Linked DNA regions of Gossypium hirsutum: regions 2, 3 and 4 are each linked to region 1. The links are chromatin contacts, called in public Hi-C maps. All regions are on one chromosome and are shown on one strand. Each heading gives the region's core, a stretch centred on a gene start, on an enhancer-like site or on the middle of the called end of the contact. The rest is flanking DNA. Distances are from core to core; before and after follow the strand shown.

Evidence for each region. Hi-C and Micro-C count contacts between places; a contact is called where the count stands out from the background.
Region 2: a Hi-C map of leaf shows a contact between it and region 1, with 3 times the contacts expected there. The contact joins the promoter of LOC107912931 here to the enhancer-like site in region 1. A contact is called at or near these places in 3 of 34 Hi-C or Micro-C datasets (leaf and petal).
Region 3: a Hi-C map of leaf shows a contact between it and region 1, with 2.7 times the contacts expected there. The contact joins the promoter of LOC107912925 here to the enhancer-like site in region 1. A contact is called at or near these places in 13 of 34 Hi-C or Micro-C datasets (anther, callus, fibers and 2 more).
Region 4: a contact with region 1 is called in a Hi-C map of leaf, with 2.2 times the contacts expected there. The contact joins two enhancer-like sites. A contact is called at or near these places in 6 of 34 Hi-C or Micro-C datasets (fibers, hypocotyl, leaf and 1 more).

The regions. Positions count from the first base shown.
Region 1 is chrA13:98,713,292-98,719,691 of Gossypium_hirsutum_v2.1, forward strand. No RefSeq gene overlaps it. Among protein-coding and RNA genes, the nearest start is that of LOC121213158, 34 kb to the right of the region's middle. Within about 2 kb of position 2,745, at least 3 of the 9 cell types and tissues checked have an H3K27ac peak or open chromatin away from gene starts, as enhancers often do. A contact at or near this core is called in hypocotyl and leaf, where this site is marked.
Region 2 is chrA13:98,911,662-98,918,061 of Gossypium_hirsutum_v2.1, forward strand. It overlaps LOC107912931 (probable glutathione S-transferase), which reads left to right and starts at 3,214. Exons shown (of 2, transcript XM_016841321.2): 1 at 3,214-3,690; 2 at 4,436-4,921. The coding sequence starts at 3,376. The coding sequence ends at 4,780.
Region 3 is chrA13:98,529,426-98,535,825 of Gossypium_hirsutum_v2.1, forward strand. LOC107912925 (cationic amino acid transporter 8, vacuolar) reads left to right here and starts at 2,921. Exons shown (of 1, transcript XM_016841316.2): 1 at 2,921-4,874. The coding sequence starts at 2,921. The coding sequence ends at 4,645. It overlaps LOC107912924 (ubiquitin carboxyl-terminal hydrolase 27), which reads left to right. Exons shown (of 11, transcript XM_016841315.2): 8 at 261-398; 9 at 561-623; 10 at 753-1,088; 11 at 1,695-4,760. The coding sequence ends at 1,961.
Region 4 is chrA13:98,861,080-98,867,479 of Gossypium_hirsutum_v2.1, forward strand. It overlaps the pseudogene LOC107911336. Among protein-coding and RNA genes, the nearest start is that of LOC107911335, 29 kb to the left of the region's middle. Within about 2 kb of position 2,357, at least 7 of the 9 cell types and tissues checked have an H3K27ac peak or open chromatin away from gene starts, as enhancers often do. A contact at or near this core is called in hypocotyl and leaf, where this site is marked.

The DNA of each region.
Region 1 (6,400 bases), core at 1,495-3,994:
ATCCTGCTTACCGGGCATTGTCAAGTTGAAGCAATAGAGGTCACAGAAACCCAAGCCACCTACCCTTTTTGGAACACAAAACTTGTCCCAAGATGACCAATGTAATTTCTACGATCATCGCCCCTAGAGCCCCACCAATACGAGTTCATCATTTTTGGCAAGGTGTCACAAGTATAGAGAGGGATCATGAAGATACTCATGCAAAAAATGGGTAAAACCCATGCAACCGTCTTAAAAACAGCTTCCTTTAATAGTTTCGACAAAAGATTCTTCCAACTATTGATACGTTTGTTCTACCTGTCCCGAATAAAAAAAAAACATGTTTCTTATTTCTCCCAGTCAAAGAAAGAAGCTCAAGATATTTGTCGTGCTCTAAAAGAGTCGAAACACCGAACAACGAGTACCCCACATTTCTATCATAAAGCTTCATGTTTGAACTGAACATAATCCTTGATTTCTAAAAATTAATAGCATGACCCAATGCTTCCTCGTAGTCAACAAAAAATTCTTTAACTGTAGATCACTCAACCCCAGTCGCTTAGAAAAGAAATGGAAGTTGTCATCAGCAAAAGGCAAATGAGAAATCGAGGATCCTCCACGACACACAAAAATACCATGAAGGTCACCCCTTGCTTCTACCTTACAGAGTAAATAATTCAGCCCATCAGTACACAAGACAAAAGAGGTAAAGCAACAAAAGATCTCCTTGACACAAACCTCGATGTGGAGGAATAGGACCCGCCTCATGGCTATTCAAATAGATGGAATAATTAACCATAGTGACACACATTATGATCCAATTCACCCAGCATAGAAAAACTCATTTTTTGCATAATAAATTGAAGAAAATCCCAATCGATACGGTCATACGCTTTGCTAACATTTAACTTCAAAGCAATCTCACCCAACTTACCGTGACCTTTATTATTCATATAGTGGATAAGCTCAAAAGTGATCAAATGTTATTAATGATCGACGTCCTGGAACAAAAACATATTGCATGGGAGAAATGATGGAAGGCAGAATTTTCTTAAGACAGTTAGCAAGAACTTTTGCCACTATCTTGTAGAGAATGTTACAAAGCGCAACAGGCCTCAAATCTTTTAAGCTATCTAGTTTATCATTCTCGGGAATTAAAATACTCAAAGTTTCGTTAATCAAATCAAGAAAAGCTCCATTATTCAACCACGAATAATATTGATTGAAAACATCGGTACCCAAAATAGACCAACACCGTTGAAAGAATCCCGAATTCATACCATCAGGACCAAGTGCTTTATTGGGGTGCATACTCATAATTGCATCACGAAATTCCTCAATACAAAAGGGGCAACAAAAGACTCATTTTGACTATCAAAAATGCAAGCAGAGAAATCGGTAGTCGAAGAATGTGAGAAGAGATCAATAAAGAAAATATTGATATACACACATCCTATACTATCTTCTCTTTAACTCAATTTAAATTTAATTAAATTATTTAAAAAGATAAATAATTAGACTAATTCGCAACGTTTTCTTCCCTCTTCTAATCCTCTCGCTTCTATCTTCTCCTTTGAAATTCTTAAAATTCTCCATTGAAATAATTAGACTAAAGTCTCCACTTGAAGATGATAGGATCAAAGGACCTGCTTAAAGAGAAAAAAATGTTGTTCCTTGATCACATGTAAATAATAACTGGTTCATGGAAAATACCATAGACTTAGAGTCCAGTTATTATTTTCCAATCTAATTATTTTTAGTCTCCTTTTTCAGTAAAAAATAAACTATTAATTTTTCTCCTTTTTGCTCTTGAAGCGGCTCTTTGATCCTATCGTCTTCAAATGGAGACTTGTGCCTAATTGTTTCAATGTAGAATTTTGAGAATATAAATTCCTATTTAAGAATTTCAATAGAGAGAGCAAAAGTATGAGAGATTTTTGCATAAAATTTTTAAATTTCTTAAACTTATGAACATGTAAAATGATTGAGGGGTGACTTTTTTTTATCAAAAAACTTCTGTGTTAGATAAGAATTAAACTCTTTTATGTATTATTTATCTCGTACTAATTTAATTAGAGATAAAGAATATGGCTTCTCTATAAAATAATTCCAAAAGATTTAATTTCTTGATTTATCATTTTAAATTTTTAGTATTCTTCGTGTCTATTTTATAAGTTATGTTCGAGTAAAATGATAAATTATGATTAATCTAAAATTTCTCCCCAACTTTTCATTAATAAACCAATAAACTTATTTGCATTTACTTTCACTATTTTTTTTCTTTAAAAAAATAATGCATCAATTGTAATCTTCTTCTAATATATATCACTTCAAAAGGCATCTAATTAATATTTCTTATTAATTGTTTTTTAACGTGTTAAGCATATATACTACTTATATAAATAATATAAAAAGTCAATTCTAGAAGCAGATAAACTTTTTGATTTTTTATTTTTTGGAAAGTGAAACAGATATACTATTTTAAAGACACTAACTAATAGACCAAACTAGGATTTCTTTTTTCCCTTATAAAAACGGTATTATTAAATGTCATAATCAACTACCTTTGCATGCAAAAAAGAAAGCACAAATTTTAGTAACTGTGAGTCACCCTCACTTGACTAGGTAAAATATTCGGTTATACCAAGCCAAAAACACGGCGATTTACACGTGTCCAAAATCTGCCGTAAGATGTATGATTGGGCCCGACACCCATCAGGTGAAATATCTTGTCGGAAAATCTTTACGTGGCAATAGATTATGGGGGCTATAGTACCCTTCACGCCAACTTTTATAAATGTTGAGACACACACGCGTTGGATTGATCCAAACATCTTCTAACTAAGGTTGTCTTTTTATTAATTTTGTTTGCATCAAAACGTGACAATCAAATCGGCATGCATGATTGGATGTTTGGGGTTAGCGAATAATAAATAATAACGACCAATCATCTTCCACGATATAACCTATCAAACAAAACATCATCACATAATTTGAGATAAAACAAAATTATGTGATAATAAAATTAGATTCAAAAGAAAAAAACATTGAAAACATTATCTGTTAAAATAGTAATGCAGCTAGTTATTTCAGTTAAATTTTAAATTAATTAATTTGGTTTAGTATGATGTCTAAATTATAGTAAAAGAAATTGATACAAGTGATTTTAAAGAGGGTATTCTTTTTCCTATTTTAATATCTCATATAAGTTAGTCGATGAGTCATAAAGGGTTAAAAATAATTTTTTTTAAAAATATTTTTAAAAATTTTAGAGTTCGAAATAAATTGACAGATTTCATAAATGTTGATGAACAAATTTATTTACTTTTTTTAAAATTAGAATTAAAATGACAAATTTTGTAAACGTTTAGGGTTAAATTAGTTGAATTTTTTTATAGTTTGGGATCAAATTAGTAGAATGTGTAAACATTAGAGGGCTAATTTTATTATTAGACCAATAAAAAAGCCCAAATCCGCTCAAAATGACTAAAATATTTAATTTAGAAAAATTTAGTGACTAAATCGAAAAATTTAATAATCGGGTGACTAAAATAGAACGAAAAAATAATTGGCTGACCATTTTTATAATTCACCTATAAAAAATAATTTTTAGCATGTTCCACATCACTATTTAACAAAAAAAAATTAATGAAAGAACTAATTTGCATGTCTTGAAATATAGAAAGGTTAATTTACCATATTTTTAGTAGATAGGTTGAAATATGATCCACTCCTAAATACAGGGGCTTCCTTAATACTTTTATCCATAATTTCCTTGTTTTATTTTAAATCAAAACTATAACCACTATAAAAGCTATCACATTATATGGTATCGAATTAATTCAACATCGAAATGGTTTTATATTTAGTGAAATCAGTAATCTCTTTAAATATTTCAAGAGGGGCATTATGGTAATGACCAAATTAGATATATATTTTTATTTTTATTTTAAAATTTGTTGGGACCAAAACGATCTCATGTAAAAAAATTATACGTGGTTTATTTAAAATATCATATTATTTTAGGGTCATTTCTTAATTTATTGCATGTATTTGTATAATTTATTATAATAAATTTATTAATTTACCGATGCATAGCGAGGGATCTACTAACTTAAAAACACATTGAAAACAACTTTGATGGCTGTACTTTTCTGATTTGATTTTGAATTATGATTAAACTCTTCGGGTGAGAATTAAAAAAAAAGTGCGAAATTAGTGTCCTACATTTTTTTATATATTTTAAATTTAATTATTAATATTATTAAAATTTTTCTATTAAATGATTGAACTTACATTTTAACTCCGATAAATAAATAAAATTAAATTCCTAAAAATAAAAAATAGTGAGTTGGAAGATTTTTTTTTGGTAAATTACAAAAACAAGGCAAAACCCGAACAATAAACGTGACTAGCATAACTCAAAACTAGATCAAATTTGAGGCAGTGAAGACTCTTAATCATCAAGTCATCATATGAGGTCCTGGGTTGAAAGATATTTTAATTTATAAAAAACCAAGTAATTTATGTTGGTAAGAAAAGAGATAAATGTAATTTGAAATTATCATAGATTTCAATTTGGGTTGTAGGAGACCAAGGAGGCATCCAATTTATAGAGAATAAAAGAATAGTATAGTAAGAATATAAAGTTGTAAGCACTTAAAAATAGATTATGATTATAGAGTTTGAATACATTATCCTACATGATTAGGTATAAAACAAAATTGAAAGTGGGAATAGGAAGGATAGATTGGGTGATTGCGTCTAAAATGAAGAAAAATGTAAAGACATGAGATGTGGTCATTGATTACGTAGGTTTCAAGTTATTAAAACTTGTACCATCTTTATCTTCTAATCCAATTAACGTACACAAAGGCATTAACGAATTAGTTAGTTAATTAATTAATATAACAAAACGAGTTGATTATTCGAAACCCAAAAGTTTGTAAGTCTGCAAAGTTGATGTATCAAAGATGAGGTCCATTAATTTAGAAAGTTGATGTGAAATAACAAAACTTATACTATTTATTTCATTGTATAAATGTAAATGGTCATTAATGTTAGGTATTGATTTCATTCTTTTTGTATTTAATCCATCTCAATGGATTATTAATAACAAAGCTATATAAGGGGAGATAGAGTTTGTGGGAATTGCTGGATTGTACGGACCTAATCTTCCCTCCACACCTTCTCCAAGTAGGTACACCATTTCTATACTATTAATAAGTACATGATATGATTAATCTAAACATTTTAAAAAAATGATGCATGTATTTTTATATAATATCTACATAAAACATTTTAAAATTAAAATAAATCTAAAAAATTCCATGCATCTTAAAATTTGAGCCTAACACATATTAGTCTCTAAACTCTTAATTTTACCATTTCAACAAGAAACTTTATTGGTTTTTTACATAATCTTCATCGATGCTATGTGTATGCCATAAACTAGTATAATAATTAATTCTTTGATTTTAAAGTGGAAACTAATAATTACTTAACAATGTCCTTTATTTCTTTAACTTTTAATCAATAAGTTATCGTTACTATTCTAAATTGGTCCTTAAAATTTAAAACATTTTAATTGAATTCTCAAGATATTAATAATATACCAATCAGGTAAATGAAGAGATGATAAAAGAACGAAGCACAAAGAGTTGCTAATGTAGTTGAGACTTAGGCTCAATTCAGCATTACTTAGAAATATTTTTAGGCCAAAAAGCACTTTTTAGCAAAAGCTAAAATTTTCTATTTCTCCTTTTGACAAAAAAAAAGTGTTTTTGCAAAGCATTTTTTTGTTCTAAAAGTATTTTTGAAAAGCACAAAAGCATATTGTTTAGTAATGCTTTTATCTCAAAAATGCATTTTGTCCCAAAAGTGCTCCTGAGAAGCAATGCTAAATTGGACTTTAATCTATGTCTACATGGCCCTACTGTAACATCCCAAACTTGTCTCCATCGTCAGATTAGGGTTATAAGATATTATGACAGTTTTACAAATCCCATAGCATCATAAAAAAATTCATATAATTATTTAAATTATCAAAAATTCATAGCTAACATACGAAAATAGGTCTTAAATTGAGGCTACGAAACCTTGAAATCAGTTTGGAAACATTTAACTAATAACTTGTGTTACAGACCCTTACAATACAATTCGAAACATTTAACTTACAATAAAATTTTTATGCGATTTAATTAATAACTTTAAATAACACAAGTTAATTATAGAAAACATACACTTACGGGCCTTAACGGGACCTTAAAAACAATTTGATGACATTTTGGGATCAATTTGAAATAAAACAGAAATTTTGGAAAAATTAAAAACAATGGTCGCACGGTCATGTGACTTAGCCCAGACTGTATGGACATTCGAAGTTTGGACACATGGTTGTGTCGTAGCCCATGTGTCCGCT
Region 2 (6,400 bases), core at 1,964-4,463, 200 kb after region 1:
TTTTTTAATTCAAGAACTTTCTTCTTTCTTAAGCCATAAAAACTAATCACTATATTATATTAAAATAAAATTATACTTTCTATAAAAAGAAAGTTAAAGATTTTAATTATTCAATAAATTGTAATACACAATAATATTAATTATGAGGAAGGTTAGAGAGACGGCAAAAACAATTAGCCATGAAGAAACCATAATAAACTTAAACAAATTTAAATAAATAAATAAATTAAAAATATGTAAATAAATAAATAAAATTAAAAATACAACTTCCTAAAAAAATAAAAATAAAATTTGAATCTAAAATGAAAGCTAATAATATTGCAAAAACTATTTAACATCCCCAATCTTGATATTCTTTAATATATCTTCCTCCACATTATCTTCTTTTGTTTGAGATCCTTATTGTTTAATAATGCAATTAATCACATTTTGATTCATATTGCTTCATTCAACTTCACAAGAAAAAATATTGTTAATATCAAATTAAAAAAATATTATTAAATATATAACACAATTAATTGCATTTTGACTCTTGTTCCTTTATTCAAAACTTCACAAGAAAAGAAAATATTATTAAATATCAAATAATAAAATAATCAAAATTAAAATAATAAAATTGGATATATAAGATAATAATAATTTTTATAAGAAAACAAAATCTATTTGTAAAAATAGAATGCCGATAATGGTAAGAAAAGAGAGGAAAATAGAACATAACGATTTTATGTGGAAACTCTTTTGGAAAAAAACCACGAGCAGAGGAGAAGAAAATTCACTATGTATATCGAATTCGAATAATACAAGAGGAGAGATGACTACGTCTATTTATAAGTTTGTAAAATCATATTCTAATCAAAGCCAAATAGAAGTAATGCAGTAAAGTTAAAACACCTTATTCTAATCAACAGTAATTAGAGGAAGTGTACTTCTATACGGATTTCACTTGTCCGACCTTACCCTTATAGATCCTCTATCTTGTCACTTGTATTTTTATTAAACAAGAATTTGGGTCACATATCTTTAACACTATCAAATAACAATAAAAACTTATATATATATATATATATATATATGTAAATGTTACTTTTTTTTTATAAATACAAATGTATAGAACTATTTATAGTCTCTCCCCACCCTATAATAGGAAGATAAATGCGTTTCAGCACGCTCAAACACATATCCTCCTGCATAAACAATAATATTAATGCCAATCGAGTTAAGACTTAGTCGGTTCTAAATGTTATTTTGAATGAAAATGTTTTGTTAATTCAACTATTATATCATATCATATAGTTTATATTATATTATACCACATTATATTATTATATGGAAAAATATTTAGTATATTATTAATAGAGTTTTTAAACTTCTCAAATGTGATTAAGGAATTAATAAGTATACTATAAAAATATAATAAATAAATAATTAAACGAATTCATAAATTTTAATAGTTGGATAAGAAACACTTAATTATAATGATGTGACTCACAATGTAATTTGTGGCTAAAAAGACAAGAGCAGGCCGTACTTTAGCTTCAAGCAATCACCACCAGACGCACGCTACAGACGTAAGGAATGGCATATACTACTCGCTCTATGGAAGGTCCTAGAATTATTATTATCCTTGTAATAATTATTAAAGATTGTTGTCAATAAAGCGTCCAATATCGAATAATAAATAAATAAATAAAGCATCCAACGTTAGAACATGAAATGGACGTACTACCTGTAATTATTCATATTATATGTTTACTATAAAGTAACTACCGGAAGTAAACAAAGAGCTAGAAATAAATCTTGAAACTTTTATAATAATAAAAATATAAATTTATTATTTTAATATTTTATATATTTATAATTTTTGAAAGATTAAAATAAATTTTTATTATTTTTAAAGAGTTAAAATATAATTTTATAATTATTAATTTAAAATATTATAAATTTCATTTAAAATATTAAAAATCTAAATAAAAAAAACTTCATTGAGAACTGGATTCCTTACTAACCTCATTGAATTCGTCACTAACATAAACCTAATCTAACCAAACCCACCCTAATAAAACTTATAAATAAACCTAGACTGAAATCACATAATTTAGAGTTTTTGAGATACATATTATTTTTCTTTTATTGATTGATTTCCAATATATATATATACTACTTATTAATTATTTTATTGAATTAATTTCACTCATCAACTGAGTTAAAAGAAATTACTCAAAAATATTTTTATTTACAAAATAAATTATATAACTATGAAAATATTTTTTATCTTTTTATAAATAAATAAAAAATTATTCGTAGTAAAATTTGAACCAAAAGACACTATGCATATTAAACTTTTTTATTTATCATTTAAACTAAACCTATTTTTTAGTTTTCATTTGAAACTTCTATAAATATATTTATAATTCTAAAATTATATATATATATATGAATAATGTTATTGATTAAACTAGTGTCATAAATAATTTCACATATATAAGTCGTGTGATAAAATTTTTAATTTGTATTAAATTTATGATATAATTAATAATACAGTCAACCAAACTCCAATTTATATAAAAAAATTATTAAAATATATTACACAATACAATGTATTATTATAAAAATATTTTTATTTTTTTACCTTTTATTTAAAAATTCGATTTAATTCGTGATTCAATGAATTTAAACATTAAATTTTACTAAAAAAAATTCCACTCCCTTTTCAATAAATATAGTATTAAATAATTTTCTTTCACCTAAACCATATTTTGATCATTATTTAGGTTAGTTAGGCAAAAAAATCTTCTCAAATTTTTTCAAATTTGAAATTTAATAAATTGGTTTCTTTAAAAAAAATTAGAGTAATTTAATATTTTTTAATTTTAAAAATAAGCAATTAAAGATAATTAATTATAATTTTAAATTTTTTATTAATTGTACATTATTTTGATTAGTATAATAATACATTTAGCCTTCAAAGTTTATATATTCTATCAATTTGGTCTTAATTTAATAAATTTATTTATGCTGAGGCTAAATTATGTTAAACTTTTTAAAATTAAGGCCAAAATGATAAAATATGTAAATATTAAAGATTATATTTATTGTTATATTAATCAAAATTATGTATAATTAAAAAAGATATGAATTTCATGATTAATTATTTTAATTTCTCATTTTTAAAATAAATAAAGATGAGTTACTTCAAAACATTGAAGTCACAGAAAAATTGAATAAAAGAAATATCATAGAAAAACCTACCAACCCTCCTATAAATATACTCTGACTCCCCCTTCAGAATCAGAGAAAAACAAGTAAAATCCAAAAGAAACCCAAGATTATAAATTTAGTATCGATTTGAGTATTTGAATAGTTTAGATTACAAGAATGGCAGGGGAATTAGTATTGTTGGATTTCTGGCCAAGTCCATTTGGGATGAGATCCAGGATTGCTTTGGCTGAGAAAGGGATACCATACGAGTACAGAGAAGAAGATTTGAGGAACAAGAGTGATTTGTTGCTGCAGATGAACCCTGTTCACAAGAAAATCCCTGTTCTTATCCATAATGGTAAACCCGTTTGTGAGTCTGTCATTCAGGTTCAGTATATTGATGAGGTCTGGCATGATAAAGCTCCTTTGATCCCTTCTGATCCTTATCAAAGAGCTGTTGCCAGATTCTGGGTTGATTTCGTTGACAAGAAGGTGCTTTCTTTTACTCGTTTAAGTCTCTACGTTTCTGCTATGATTGTTCAATGGGCTGACTTGATTTTAGATTATGTTTTGATTTAGTTTCCATTTTGGGGAGGGGGGTGGTTCTGGGCTGCAAATAGGACGGCAACAGAGTGGCAGGAATTGCTTAATCTATAGGATTTTATTATACCACTACTATATAGGTTAAACTCAACCCTTCTCTTATGATTGAAACATTTGGGATAAGTGAAGGAAATCTAATGGACTCAAATTGAGATGAACAGTATTTTTTCAATAAGTGATATTGGGTTACACTAACACAACTATAGAGATACTTCCATTTTTCATTTGTTCTGAATGTGTAAGTTGAACTTAACCAATTTAGAAAGCTTGATTTTATTGGTTGCAAATGTTATGCTTACAGCTCATCCACAACTAAGTCCATTATTTTAATATTCTAGATGATATTGGCTTGCTTACTCACTTTCAACCTATTCTAGTTGCAATTATTGCAACTTTTTCACTATCCACAACTAGATCTAATTATCAATGATGATAATTTATGACCATGATTACTGTTTGAATTCTTTAGCTATGCAGGGAGAACAAAAACATTTTCTTGATGTTCTATGATTATTCATATTCATGTCATTATATGTTTTTCATGTTGAGGGAGAGATGAAACTAAAAATAAATGTGGAAATTATTACTGACTGAATAGAACTCTAATTCTCCAATATTGTAATGTGAAGTGCAGATATATGACCTGGGGAGCAAAATATGGAAGACAAAGGGAGAAGAACAAGCAAATGCAAAGAAAGAATTTATTGAGTGCCTGAAGCTGTTGGAAGGAGAGCTTGGAGACAAGACTTACTTTGGAGGAGAAAGTCTTGGATATGTGGATGTTGCATTAGTTCCATTTTATACCTGGTTTTATGCTTATGAGAAGTGTGGGGACTTCAGCATTGAAGCAGAGTGTCCCAAGATGATTGCTTGGGTTAAAAGGTGCATGCAAAAGGAGAGTGTAGCCAAGAGTCTTCCTGACCAAGAAAAAGTCTATGAATTTGTTCTGCAGTTGAAGAAACTCTTTGGAATTGAGTAATTCAATTCTGGGAATCCAAGCTTCAGGCATGTACTACCATTATATCTGGTTTTAAATAAAAGAGCATTTAGCTGTTGCCTGCCTGGTTGGGATTGTCATTTGAAATTTCGAGTTTTCAATTTATAAAGTACTTTTAGTTCCTATGAATGTTCTTAATCTTTTGGTATGCTCTTTTTTTTTCTTTTTCTAGCTGGTTGAATCATGTATACCACTATGTTTAAATACCCTTTAAATGGATTTAGGTAAGGTGGCTGTTGAAATCATTGAGTGCATGACCATAGTACCCTAAGAGCATTGGTTGGATATCCAATCATTACTTTGTTTTAGATATTCAACCTCCTACCTCAATCCAGAAATTGTAATGATGTATTATCCTACACCAACATTGAACCCAAATTGTATTGTTTTGACGGAATATTTACTTAGCTTACAATTATCTTGCTTCAAATCCTGGTTTGAAAAGAAATGGATTTTTATGTATCAAGGCATTGATTTCAATGGGTTCTTGATTTACATAGACAAATAAGTAGCTAAAGCAACAAATTGAGCTCAACTTAGAAAATCTATTAAAAGAATTTGAATTTGTTTGACCTTGATTTAATCAATTTAGATTTTTTTTTTAAGAAAGACCCAAATTTGAAATAATTAAACATTAAAAGGTGTTTGGTTGTTAAAAAAAAAAAGTTTATCACCCATCTCCTAAGTAATTATCTTTTTCCGTCTATTAAAATATGTTAACATTGTTTTAGAATGTAAAAATTAAATTAAAAACAAAAATATTAAAATTAAAAAATGGTTAAATTAATAGAAATAATTTTTTCCTAAAAAACCCTAAATTATGTTAATATCTCTCTTCATGATTAAGATCAACTGACTCTAAATTGATTAATTAAAATTTCTTTCTAATTAAAATTCACTAAATTACTCTAGATCTACTATTAAACAGGATCTATTTATCCTCTAATTTAAGCATATCAAATATGAATTAATAGTTTAGAAATATTAAATCAAGAATTAAACACAATTATTTATTGTGTAAAAATATAAATCAAATAACATAAATCCATCCTAGGGTTCATCTCTCTAAGTATTTGGAAAATTAGTTCATGCTAGCAAATAAACAAATCCCAAAGACAATATAACCGCAAGAAACAAACAAATTCATAATAAACTTCAAAGAAATCAAAAGGAGATCTTCAATCTTTGATGGAAATCTACTTTAGAATCTACTTCAATTGTATTTTTTGAGTTGTTTTCTTGAACATTCTATGACGGCTCACTCTCATCTTCTTATTTTTTTTTACGTATATAGGTCTTAGAACGTCTAAAAAAACCTAAAAACGCATTTTCCCACATGTTTGGAGCACGATTTGCAAAATCGACATGGTCTGGCACATGACCTTAGGCAGCTCATGTGGCTTACGTGTCTAGCCCGTGTGGCTTACATGGTCATGTGTTCAATCCATGTGGAATGGTCCAGCCCATGTGGCTCCTGAAACTTGCTCCGATTTTCTGATTTTTGCTCTTTTTTGATCCTTTTGCTCCCAAAGGCTCTTATAAGTATAGAAACATCACTTTAAAGGATTAGGAGCATAAAATTGACCATTTAAATCAAATAAT
Region 3 (6,400 bases), core at 1,671-4,170, 180 kb before region 1:
TGAATACCAACTCCTGTATAGAATCTTCATACATATGATCTTCTTATTTATCTCTATCTTAAAAGTGTTATCCTGACTATCTTAAAAGTGTTATCCTGATACCATCCACATTCCTACTGGTTATCTCATTCTCTTTGTGTGTGGGGGAATCTGCTGGATTCTTAGCATGTTGCTTGAGTCTGATATTTCAGTTTCTTGGTTATCAATGCAATTAATTGCTGCATATTCTTATAAACATAATGTTTGAACGTTGAAATCAGATTGAGATTGAAAAGTTGAAGAGATGCGGTGCAGAAGAATCCTGTGATTGTCGGAGTTTTTGCTGTCTAGAAAATCTACCCTGGTCAAATAACTTTTCTAATACTCTAAAGCAGCTATGTATTGCTCGTTGTCCAAAGGTATTAATATTGATATCTTGCTTCTAACAAAATTCAATTTGCTTCTAATGTGTCAATATGTTGTTTAGGGTCATAACAATGATTCTTTTCTTGTAGGCTCTCTCTGCATGAATATTTTGTTTGATCTCATAGGGTGCTTATTTTTTGATCATACACTTGCAGATTCTATGTCTTCATCTACAACGTGCTTCAATTAATGAGTTCGGGGAACTAATCAAGCTTCAGGTAGTTTCCTTGCTTGTTAATCAGTCTCACAGCATGGTTTCCTTAGAAAGTAATTCTTGCTTGTATGTCTTCTTTGCTAAAATTTAAATGAGAATTGTTTGTCATAAAATCATGCCTTAATGAATGCAGGGCCATATTGCTTTTCCATTGATTTTAGACCTGTCGCCATTCATGACTACTGAGGTGGAAATAACGAACTGGGAAGGGGTCCATAAAGGGCAACTGAAGCTGCAAAATCAGAAGACAATGCCTCATCTCAACCTTATCAATGCTCAATATGAAAGCATTCTCAATCGCATCAGTAAACCAACAGGAGAAAAGGTCTCTTCAGAAATATTAGTTGCAAATGGATCTCAATGTACTACTTCCCCCGGAGAATCTTTGCCTGAGAAGAGTAAGCTGTACCCAACTGATGGCTGTTCAAAGGCCTCCAACATAGACATGCATGAGCAACATAATGATAAGGTTGGTTGAATAATTACTAATCTGGTCATATGTAGGTTGTTATGCAATTTTGAGCAACATATATTAATAACTATCTTTGTTGGTTCACTAAAAGGTTTAATTTTAATGTTTTTAAAGCACGTCTTGTAAATTGTGTTAAGGTGTCAGAGCTTTAGAGGCTTCTTGCCTTGGTTCTCATGCCTCGCAGTTTACCATTTGTGATGATAGTTCTCCCTATGTTCCTTTTTTTGGTATTATTGCTACTATTTTTGTGCATGTTTTCTGCAAGAAGCATTGATTTCTTTTTCCCTTCTCATCATTGATAAAGTGTGAAATTGTAATCAAATGTGAGTATTGCTACATGAATGAAGTGCCAAGGAAACAATTTGTTGGAGATCCTTTGTTGCGTGTGATTCACTCCAAACCTCTTTCTTGAAAATTATGACTCCTTCCTTGCATATAAGCATCTGTTTCTTAACTTGGTTTAGGAGGAAAAAGTTTCATGATTAAGTTCCAAAACTAAGTTTGTTTTGCTAACTTTCTTACTATATGCTACACATTAGATTTGGGATTCATGATTGAGTGAGGGCTGACGGCTGTCTATATTGGATGTGTATTTTTATGCAGATAAGCTTGACCAGCAAGTTACCTCCTTCAGAAACTAAATCATACCGACTTGCTTCAGTTGTGGAGCACTTTGGGAGACCTGGAGGTGGGCATTACACTGTTTACAGAAGTATGAGAACTAAATCTGATGAGGAAGATTCTGATGAATACTCCGAGCCCGCTACAACCAAGTGGTTCTGCATTTCAGATTCTCAAGTATGTAGTGTCTCAGAGAAGGATGTTTTAGCTGCAGAAGCAAGCCTACTTTTCTATGAGAGGATCGTATAAGGCTGAAATGATGCCTACTCGTATACTTATGATTTCCCAAACTCTCCATCTCATTTCTCTCAAAAGCTACTTCTAGCATCATAATTGCAAATTGTAATATTAAAGTGTTGATATGGTGCTTGTGAGAGGCCTGACTGAGAATTGATTGTGATCAACTGATTGGGATCAACCCTTTCCCGGAGTAACTGTGGAAGAAGCATAGCTTGTTTGGAGATTATACCTTGAAACTGAACCTCTCCACTCTATACCTATCATTTCCTTGTGAAGGGCAAACAGCAGAACTAACAGGAAGGATGGATGGTCCAAGGGTTTTTGCTCTTGCTATAAATACAACATTTGCCGCTTCATATCGTTGTTTGTGTTTTTTTTTTCTAAAGGAAAATGTTAGGAGCTAGTTGGAATATGTTTAAGGAGATTCAATGCAATTGCCTCTTTGTGAGGGCTTTTACAACTTGATTTTGCCAAGCTTCGTGATGGTAAATAATTGGGTGTTTGGGTTGTAATTTCATGCACTGTCAGCTTATGAACACTATCCTTAGTAAAGCATGTCAACATGTTAGTGAGATGGGTTTACATATATCTTGATATCAAGAAACAGCAACCTTAGGTTACTTCGCAAATTTATTCTGAACTCTCAATCTAGTCTCAAAATGATAAAAAAAAATTACTGTGTTCCCACTTGAAAATGACATATTATCTGCCCAATTATGATAGATACGTGTACAGTAGCGTATACCTGATTTCCTTTACGACATGTGCGAACGAAATCTTTGTGTAGTAATCGTTAATCCGATTCCTGATTATAGTGAATCTCTTGTTATCATATATCACAAATTCAGCACTTCCCATATTATCACATCCGTATTCTTTCCGGTTCTCAGATCACCTCTTGTCCGTACCTCCAGTTCAATCTGTTATCATTTATTTCTGTCGATTCTTTTTTGGGTATTTGAATCTCCATGGCTAAGGAAAAACCAATTTCTTCAACAACTAAAAGAAGCTACTGGAGATGGAGCAAAACGGACTTCTTCCCAGAAACCTCGTTTCAAACCTTGTCATCTTACAAAACAGCACTTTCCCAAACCTGTCCTCGTCTCAGTGACCGTCTCTTAGCACGTTCCTCCTCCACCGACGAGCTTGTAACCCTTCAAAAAGTAAGTGAAAACCCCATGCAAAAATGTCTAACCTGGTGGGACCTCATTTGGCTCGGCTTTGGCTCTGTTGTTGGTTCTGGCATATTTGTCATAACAGGTCAAGAAGCTCACAATAATGCAGGTCCAGCTATTGTTTTGTCCTATGCTATATCTGGGCTTTCAGCATTGCTATCTGTTTTTTGTTACACTGAATTTGCAGCCGAGATTCCTGTAGCTGGTGGTTCGTTTTCGTATCTTCGTGTTGAACTAGGTGATTTCGTTGCATTTATAGCTGCTGGTAATATTCTTTTAGAAGCTTTAGTCGGAGCTGCAGGATTAGGAAGATCATGGTCTTCTTATTTTGCTAGTATGATTAAGAATGATTCAGACTTTTTGAGAATTAAGGTTGATTCTTTGCCTGTAGGATTTAACCTTTTAGATCCACTTGCTGTTGTGGTACTTTTGGTTGCTAATGGGATAGCAATGAGCGGAACTAAGAGGACGTCTTGGTTGAATTGGATTGCTTCTTTGGTTAGTGGTGCGGTGATTGTCTTTGTTATAGTTTTCGGGTTTATTCATGCAAAAACTTCGAATCTGGAACCGTTTTTTCCTTATGGGGTAGAAGGGGTTTTCAGGGCCGCTGCTGTGGTTTATTGGTCTTATACAGGTTTTGATATGGTGGCAAATATGGCTGAGGAGACTAAGAAACCCTCTAGGGATATACCAATTGGGTTGGTTGGTTCCATGTCTGGAATTACGGTGGTTTATTGCTTGATGGCTTTAGCATTGACCATGATGGTGAAGTATACTGAGATTGATGTAAATGCTGCATATTCTGTTGTTTTTGAACAAATTGGGATGAATTGGGCCAAGTATTTGGTTAGCATATGTGCACTTAAGGGAATGACAACAAGCTTGTTGGTTGGATCTCTTGGGCAAGCTCGATACACAACTCAGATTGCTAGAGCTCATATGATTCCTCCTTTTTTCGCTTTGATTCATCCCAAAACTGGAACTCCTGTATATGCTACCCTGCTGGTGACTCTGATTAGTGCTATTGTTGCATTGTTCTCTAGTTTAGATGTTTTGTCAAGTGTTTTGTCTTTCAGCACACTCTTCATTTTTATGCTAATAGCTGTTGCATTGCTTGTGAGACGATATTATGTGAAAGATGTTACTCCGAAGAATGATTTGGTAAAATTTCTTATATGCTTATTCATTACTATTGGTTCCTCAATTGGAGTTTCAGCACTTTGGAATTCAAATGAGAGAGGATGGCTTGGGTACACTACGGCTGGATTGCTATGGTTCTTCGGGACTTTGGGAATGGCATTTCTTTCCAAGCAGCGTGTTCCAAAGGTCTGGGGAGTTCCACTTGTTCCTTGGTTGCCATCTTTGTCAATTGTGATGAACTTGTTTCTCATAGGATCTTTGGGTCTTACAGCAATTTTGAGGTTTATCATTTGCAGTGCAGTAATGATAGTGTACTACCTGCTTGTAGGTCTTCATGCCACTTATGATGTGGCTCACCAAAATGAATTAAGTGCCTAAAACTGAAGAGGGTAAATAAAGCTGTAACCTGAAGGACAATTAATGCAGTAGTGAGTGGGACAGATTTTTTACTAGTTTATATAAATTTCTGGTGTAATATACCGCTTTCATTTCAGCACTTTTTTCACGCTTTCTTGTTTTCTTTTACTCAACTCTGTCTATTCTCCATCCATAATGTTTCCAAAACTGCAAGTATATATTTAAAAAGCACTCTGCCAATTAGGATTTCTATTGCTTGCCCATTCAATTGGGGAACCTGTTACTCTCCCATCATAATGCTTTCTAGATTAATTGCAATGGATCCCTCTCTCTCTCTCAATGAATACCTGATCTTACATGACTTAATACATTGTTGTAGGTTTAGTTTTCTTGTGATCACTACAGTATTAAGACCATCGGATGTAGCTATTCAGACAAAAGTTTCAACAGGTGCTGCTGTAGCTATACTAATCTCATGCAGGTTAACCCATTATGACCATGTTTCACGGAATGGTGTTTTATTAAATAATATGTCATTAGACTTGGCGCTTTGAATCTGTGATGACTATGCTCTAGTGCTAACCATGATGCATAAAGAGAGGAGAATTAATCGAATGACATCTTTTCAGCTTCATCTAGAAAAATTGGCTCGAATCATTTTTATCTGGTCTGTCTTCTCTATTGGAAATGACTGCTCTTCTACTAGCTAGATTCCTCTTGAAAGATTCGCAAATGATGGACTGCAAAACCACGTTGTTTATATTGTCCTGCCTCCCTAAATTAGATCCCTCATAACTGCAACTTCATTTGCTTCCTCGCTGGTTTTCTTGCTTGGATACCTCATTGGGGTTTTAGATTTACTTGGACTTCCATAAGTAATTTGCTTAGGAGTGTTTCTAACTTGAATTTTAATGGTTTTTTACCAGGGCATAGTCTTGTTTACTGTTTTTTTTTTTTTGTATTTATATTGACATTTTGGGGTCTAGCACCAGCAGGTCTGCACCCTTTGCTATTTTGGTAATTGGGGATTTCACCGTCTCAATAGCAGCTATTGCGAAGGCTTGTTTGGTGTTATTATGTTTTAGCCATATCTTGACTTTATAAATTGATCCTGCAGTATTCTTATAAGTTCTTTGCTTCTATTTTAGTGATCCTGGAATAATCTCTCTTTTTGTTACCATGGAACTTATGGACCCCTTGCTAATTTTTTTTTTTTAAAACGCTATATAAATTGCAAGAGAAAATAGATAAAGGCTTCAGATTTTATGGCTAGTTAGCGCTGCTGAACTTGATCCTAAAAGCATAGTTGACCCAGCACAAAGCATTGCGAGTGTTCTAAAAGTTTCTTCTGGTAAATGGTGATATATAGAGCTGAAATGCATTTAGTATATATATACTTTTCTTTTTCAGCAAACAGTAGACAGTAGAGACTCAGTCTAGAAGTAAATTTGTTGGATCTCTACATGTTATCAGTGTTGTGGAGTTTTAATGAGAACTGGAACCCTGTCTGGTGGTGTAACATATTTTCTGGTGGTTTAGATGATTAAGATACTTTTATTGATCTTACTCAGGATATTGATTGACATGTTTTGCTACTTCTGCAGTACTAGTTGGTTCTCATCTTGAAATTCATGCAAGAATTAATGGTTCTTGGAGAAGGATCTCTTATTTTGTTCTCCAGCTAGTGTGGAGGAAGACTATTAGTTGCATGTCATGAACTATACAAGAAAATGAAATGATCCCATTCTGGAAAGAACAATCAGTGAATTCTGAATT
Region 4 (6,400 bases), core at 1,107-3,606, 150 kb after region 1:
TTTCATTTTTTTTGAAACATTAGAAATCTTAATTTTTTTAAATATGGAAAATTTGATTTTTAAAAATTTCTATGTACATTTAAAGGGTATGGACTAAATTATCAAAAAAAAAACTATAAATGTAGAGGGTTAAAAGAAATTTAAAAATCATTTGCCCCGTTAACCGATACAGATTGAACCATGCTAAAAAAATTCAATTGAACTGATTTTTATTTTTATTTATAATTTATTTACTTTGAATTGGTCTAGGAGCCAACTGGTCAAACTAGTTCGAAATCTATTCTATTGCCAATTGATTTTTTAGCTAGATTCGACACTCTAGTAGATTTCTGGTCCAGCTGGTCTAATTCGATTTAAATAACATTAAATGTTAAATTTTTTATGTTTTTAAAATAATTTTGTTTTGAATTTAAAAAAATTATTTTTCATAATTTTTTTTAAAAAACTAAAATTTTTAAAAATTTAAAATATGAAAAAAAAATCAATTTCCCAATAGTCAAATCCCTGTTTTTTTGGCGGCACTGGACTAAAATATAATTATCTAAAGTATTCAGAGACTTGATATGTAAATTTTTCATTTTGAGTGGCTACTAAAATAAAGGGAAAGGCTGCCACCTGACAGTATGGCGGCACCAAACCTTAAATGTAGCTAATTGCCTTGTAAGCCCTCTTTATTTATTATATTTTTATTCCCTTTCAACTCACTATGTTGTGTTTAAATAAGCCCTTAACATATTTTTGTAGTTAAATAAGCCCTTAACTTATGATTTCTACTCATAAAAGCCCTTTATTTTAATATTAAAGTAAATATATTTTGAATTTCAAGCTCTTATCTTAATTTTTTGTTGATGCAATAAAAATTATATACACTTTAACATGAACATAAAATCTAAAAAAGTAATAAAAATTTTCAAAAGAGTAGTTAAGAATATCATGTATATAAGAATTCTTAAGAAATTTTAAATTTTTATTTTTTTATTTAATAATCTATTCTCATCAAATTCACCTCAACATAAAATGTGCATTAATTTGTATTTTTTTAAATAGTTTTACTTTGGGTAAAATATATTACTTTAATATTAAAATAAATGAATTTTATAAGTAAAAATCATAATTTAAGTGTTTATTTAACTACAAAAATAAGTTAACGACTTGTTTAAACACAATATAGTGAGTTGAAAGAGAATAAAAAGAAAATAAAAAATAAAGAGGACTTATAAGGCAATTAGCCACATTTAAAATTTATTGCTGCCACACTGTGAGGGCACTCTTTCACTTTTTCTTTCAGCAGCCACTCAAAATGAAAAAATTGCATATCAGGTGTCTGAATACTTTAGATCATTACATTTTAATTCGGTATCGTCAATTTGACAGACGACACCAATAAAACTATACTGTTTTGATAAATAATCTAATAGGCATACTATTTCAATTATTATTATTATTATTATTATTTAGGTAAAAAAACCCTAATCTCCACATAGGGGTGTGCAAAATTCGGGTAAAACCGAAAAAATTCAGTTAACTGACCGAATTCGGTTAATCGGTCGGTTAACCGAATTAATTCAGTCGGGGGTCGGTTAATAATTTTTTGAGTTTTCTGTTAACGGTTAATTCGGTTCGAAATCGATCGGTTAACCGAATTTTTTCGATATAAATAGCCCACTATTCACTCAAACTCAATCCAACATAAACCCAAATACCCAATCTAATATATATTAACCCAACTACCCAACCCAACCCAATTACCCAACCCAATCATAAAAATTACAAATAATTTAATAAATAAAAATAAAAATCTAAGACTAAAAATAAAAATAAAAAACATATAATTTTATACAAATAATTCGGTTAATTTGAGTAATTCGGGTAATTTGGGTAATTCAGATAATTCGGTTAATTTGATTAATCCGGTTAATTTTATACTTATTTTAACCAAAAATTAAAAAAATATATAATTTTTAGTAATTCGATTAACCGACCGAATTAACCGAATTTCGGTTCGGTTAATTTTTATGAAAAAATTTCAATTCAATTAACGATTAAACTTTTGAAAAGTCAATTAATTCGATTAATATTATTTCAAGTGAATTAACCGATCAGTTAACCAATTGAACACCCCTATCTCCACATTCAAAACATATATCATGATGTCTCATGATTATTTGAATAATAAATTGTCATTATAATATTATTTGGTAAAAAAGCCTAATGGGACTATGAGCTCTATTTTTCTTTTTTGGTCAAAAACTATGAACTCCAGTAGTAGATGACGACGCATGCAATTGCATAAGGGCAACCCCTGCTTCATATTAAAACAATCACTACTGATGTAAGGAATGGGATACTATTCTCTTTATAGATTAGAAGGCCCTGGAATAATAATAATCATTATTCAAAAGGATGAGCCAAGCCCATGGAATGTAAATAGTAACTGGATATCAGCAAAACGAAAATATCCGGAGTTTTCGAGAGAGAAGATCCGGAAATACACGTTTATCTTTTTTACTTATAACGAAAAAACTATAAAATACAGGTTTATCGCCGGAAATAAACTTTTAGAAAAATGAAAATATCGGGAGTTTTGGAGAAAAGAGAATTTCCTTTTCTCTATCTCCAGATTCATTGATTTATGTGATTATGTCAGGAAAGACAGAGAAAAAGCTACCGACTCTTACCCTTTTTTTGCCTATAATTATACATACTTATACGCCTTCAGTTCAGAATCAGAGAGAGAAAAGAACAAACCCAAGATTTTAGTTTTAGTATTTGAATCTTTAGATCAAAAGAATGGCAGAGGAAGTAGTATTGCTGGATTTCTGGCCAAGTTCGTTTGGGATGAGATCCAGGATTGCTTTGGCTGAGAAAGGGATTAAGTACGAATACAAGGAAGAACACTTGAGGAACAAGAGTGCTTTACTGCTGTAGATGAACCCTGTTCATAAGAAAATCCCTGTCCTTATCCATAACGGTAAACCTGTTTGTGAGTCGCTCATTCAGGTTCAGTACATCGATGAGGTATGGCATGACAAAGCTCCTTTGCTCCCTTCTGACCCTTACCAAAAAGCTACTGCTAGATTCTGGGCTGATTATATTGACAAGAAGGTACGTTCTTTTTTTTCCCTTTTGGAACTGTTTACATAAATAGGAGAGCAAAGTATTGTGCCTAAAATAATGTTAAATGAAATGCAGATATATGACCTGGGGAGCAGAGTATGGAAGACAAAGGGAGAAGAGCAAGCAACAGCAAAGAAAGAATTCATAGAAAGCCTGAAGCTGATAGAAAAGGAGCTTGGGGACAAGCCTTACTTTGGAGGAGAAAGTTTTGGATATGTGGATGTTGCATTCATTCCGTTTTATCGCTGGTTTTATGCTTATGAGAAGTGTGGGAACTTCAGCATTGAAGCAGAGTGTCCCAAACTAATAGCATGGGCTAAAAGGTGCATGCAAAAGGAGAGTGTATTCAAGTCCCTTCCTGACCAACAAAAAGTCTATGATTTTATCCTCCAGATGAAGAAACATTTCGGAATTGTGTAATCCCAGCCGTTGTTTATGATTTTAAATAAAATGGGGACATTTATGTTATGCCTGCCCTGTTGACAGTTCTTCTATTTTTCCTCTTTCAATCGCTTAGATGGTTTGGGACTTGTCATTTGCAGTATGGAGTTTTTAAATAAAAAAGTAATCAGTCCTATACACTTACTCTTATAAAGAAGAGGGTAAATTATACTCTTAACTTTAATGTAATTTCAATTTAGTCATTTAATTTTTAAAAAATAATAAATTAATTTTTTTAATTATTTTCTATTACAGACGAAATGGAAAGTTGATATGTTATTTAATTGACTACGTTAGCATTCTAATTGTTGTTTAAATAATCCTAATTTAAGAAAAGAAAAATAAAGAGAAGAATAAGAGAAGAAATAAAGATACCTAGAGGTGTGCATGGGCTTGGTCGGGCTGGAGGCTCGCTCGAAATGTGGGAGGATTTGGACAAAAATATAGGCCCGAAAAATGGGCTTGGGCAAAAAAATAAGGTCCATTTAAAAAATAAGTTAGGTTTCGGGTAAAGCATTTTTGGCCAGGGCTCGGCTCTGTCCGGCCTGAATTCACTACATGATAACTTTTTTAATATTATTTTTTTATTATTTTCTCTTTATTTTGCTACTATTTTACTATTATGTTGATACTATTATGTTGTTATTATTTAGATATTGTATAAAACTTATTTTATTATTAATTTTTTATTATTTTAAAGACATTTGTTAATTTTGTTATTATTTTAGAATATTTGCTTGTTAAGTTGTATTTATTTTAGTGTTATTTAAGTATACATATTTTTTAAAATTTATTTTTAATTTGTTGAGAAATATTTATTTGATGTTTTTAGTATTTTTTATGGTTTATATATATTTTAAAATTATATAAAAAAATAAAAATTAATATGGGTAGGAAGGGTCGGGCTGGAGTTTTAACATTTTTATTCGGGTTGGGCTTGGGCAAAATTTTAAGCCCATTTTTCGAGTCGGGCCAGGCCCGAGCTTAGTAAACGGGCCTAAATTTTTAGTTGGGCCCAACTCGGCCCATGCACACCTCTAAAGATACCCTAGTTATGGTTGTTTTGTTCCTCTAATGTGGAGCTACCATCCAGTTTGTTGTTGTCCCTTTTTTCTTCTTTTTTTCTCTTTTCTTTTTTTCTCTTAACTCTAGTCACCACCTTTCATGGCCTTCTTCAGCCAACCGTCTCACTAAATGGCTTATCTTTGCCTTTTTTCAAATCTCATTTTAGATTTCTCAATAGGCATTCAAAATCCTGAGATTAAGACCTTAAAGTTTTGAACAAGGTTTCAACGAATTTTCGCCATCCATCGTCGAACTATCACCATATTCTAGCCACAATTCTTCTTCAACCAACCATGACTCTTGACCGCTCGAATCATCGAACTAATGGTTCAAGTTCTCTAACTCGTAAAACCCGATATGGGTGTGGTTTCTTCTCTTTTGATTCTTATTCCTTTTTAGGTTTTTTTTTTTTACTTCTCTCTTTTGATGTAGGCCAATTTGGGATTCTTATTCTCTTTTTTGCTGGTTTGATTTTGGATGCTTGCTATTTTGTATTTTTGTTTTTGGTTGGGATTGCACGGGTCTAGATTGTTTAGGGGTTGGGATTTGGTTATGGTGGTGGTGTCTTGGCACATGAGTGATACTGAGTGATGTCGGTGTGGTAATTAAATGATGGCGGGCTTGTGAAGGTGTCCAATGTCAAGGGTGGTGGTGAGGGAGTCGAGAATGATGAAAAAAAATGATGAACAAGCCCACTGTTTAACTGTTGCATGTGAGAGGGATGACAAGAAAATGGTGGTGGTGAGGGAGCCGAAAGGGATGAAGAAAAATGGTGAAAAAGCCCTTCTCCTTTTCTCTTTCTGTTTTTTTTAATGGTGGTATATGAGAGGGATAACAAAAAAAATGTCCAACATGGCAAGTTGACTGGTCCCATAGCTAGTTAACTGCCACGTCACCTATCCAATTAGGCATATAATAGAGAACGTTAATGGGTGACTGATTTGTCACTTTTCGATAACGTTAGTGACTGATGGGCATCGAAACCACCAAATATAAATTTCCTACGCTCTAACTGAATTAAACAGTAATATAAAGAAGTAGGGTCGATCCCACAGGAACTGGGATTCCTAATATTATTTTTATGTGACCAGCTTCTAAAGTTGTGGCAGTTGTCGTACACACAACTTGTCACGTGCTGGACTAAAAAATAAATCAATAGGGATTTTAGATGATAAAGGTGAAAAAAAGAATAGAATGAAATAATAATAAAACAATAATTGAAATATAAAATCAAATAATTGAAATTAAATTGGTAAATAAAATCAACAAATTGTTAGATTTAGAATCAGTAATTCTAGTCTCGAAGTGATCATTGAAAGTGGATATTTCCTTCCAAACAATAAGTTGGTTATAGTGACCAAAGCCACCTCAACCGCCAACTCCTCATTGTGTAGTTGATTTCGGTATGACCTGCAAACCAACCTTTATCAATTATCTAACCACATAACATGTATTCGCAATTTAAGATCTCGACAGTCTTGCAATCTAGAAGAGCCCAATTCGAATTAACTGCCTCAACAGCGTGGGTCATTTAAATTCGATCACTATCTCTCTTGACGAAGGTCCAACTAGCCCTTATCCACCTGGACACGCCAATTTGTTCGCGGGAACTTAAACGAAGCAGTTGACCGTCTCGTTTTTCTAACTGTACGCCAAACTACTCCAACTCGACGTGCACTTTTTGAATTGAAATAGAATTCACTTTAAGGGACGATTGTGACTATCTCATATTCCAAAGATATAATGAATATCGTGTTGTAAGGTTTTAGCACAGGTT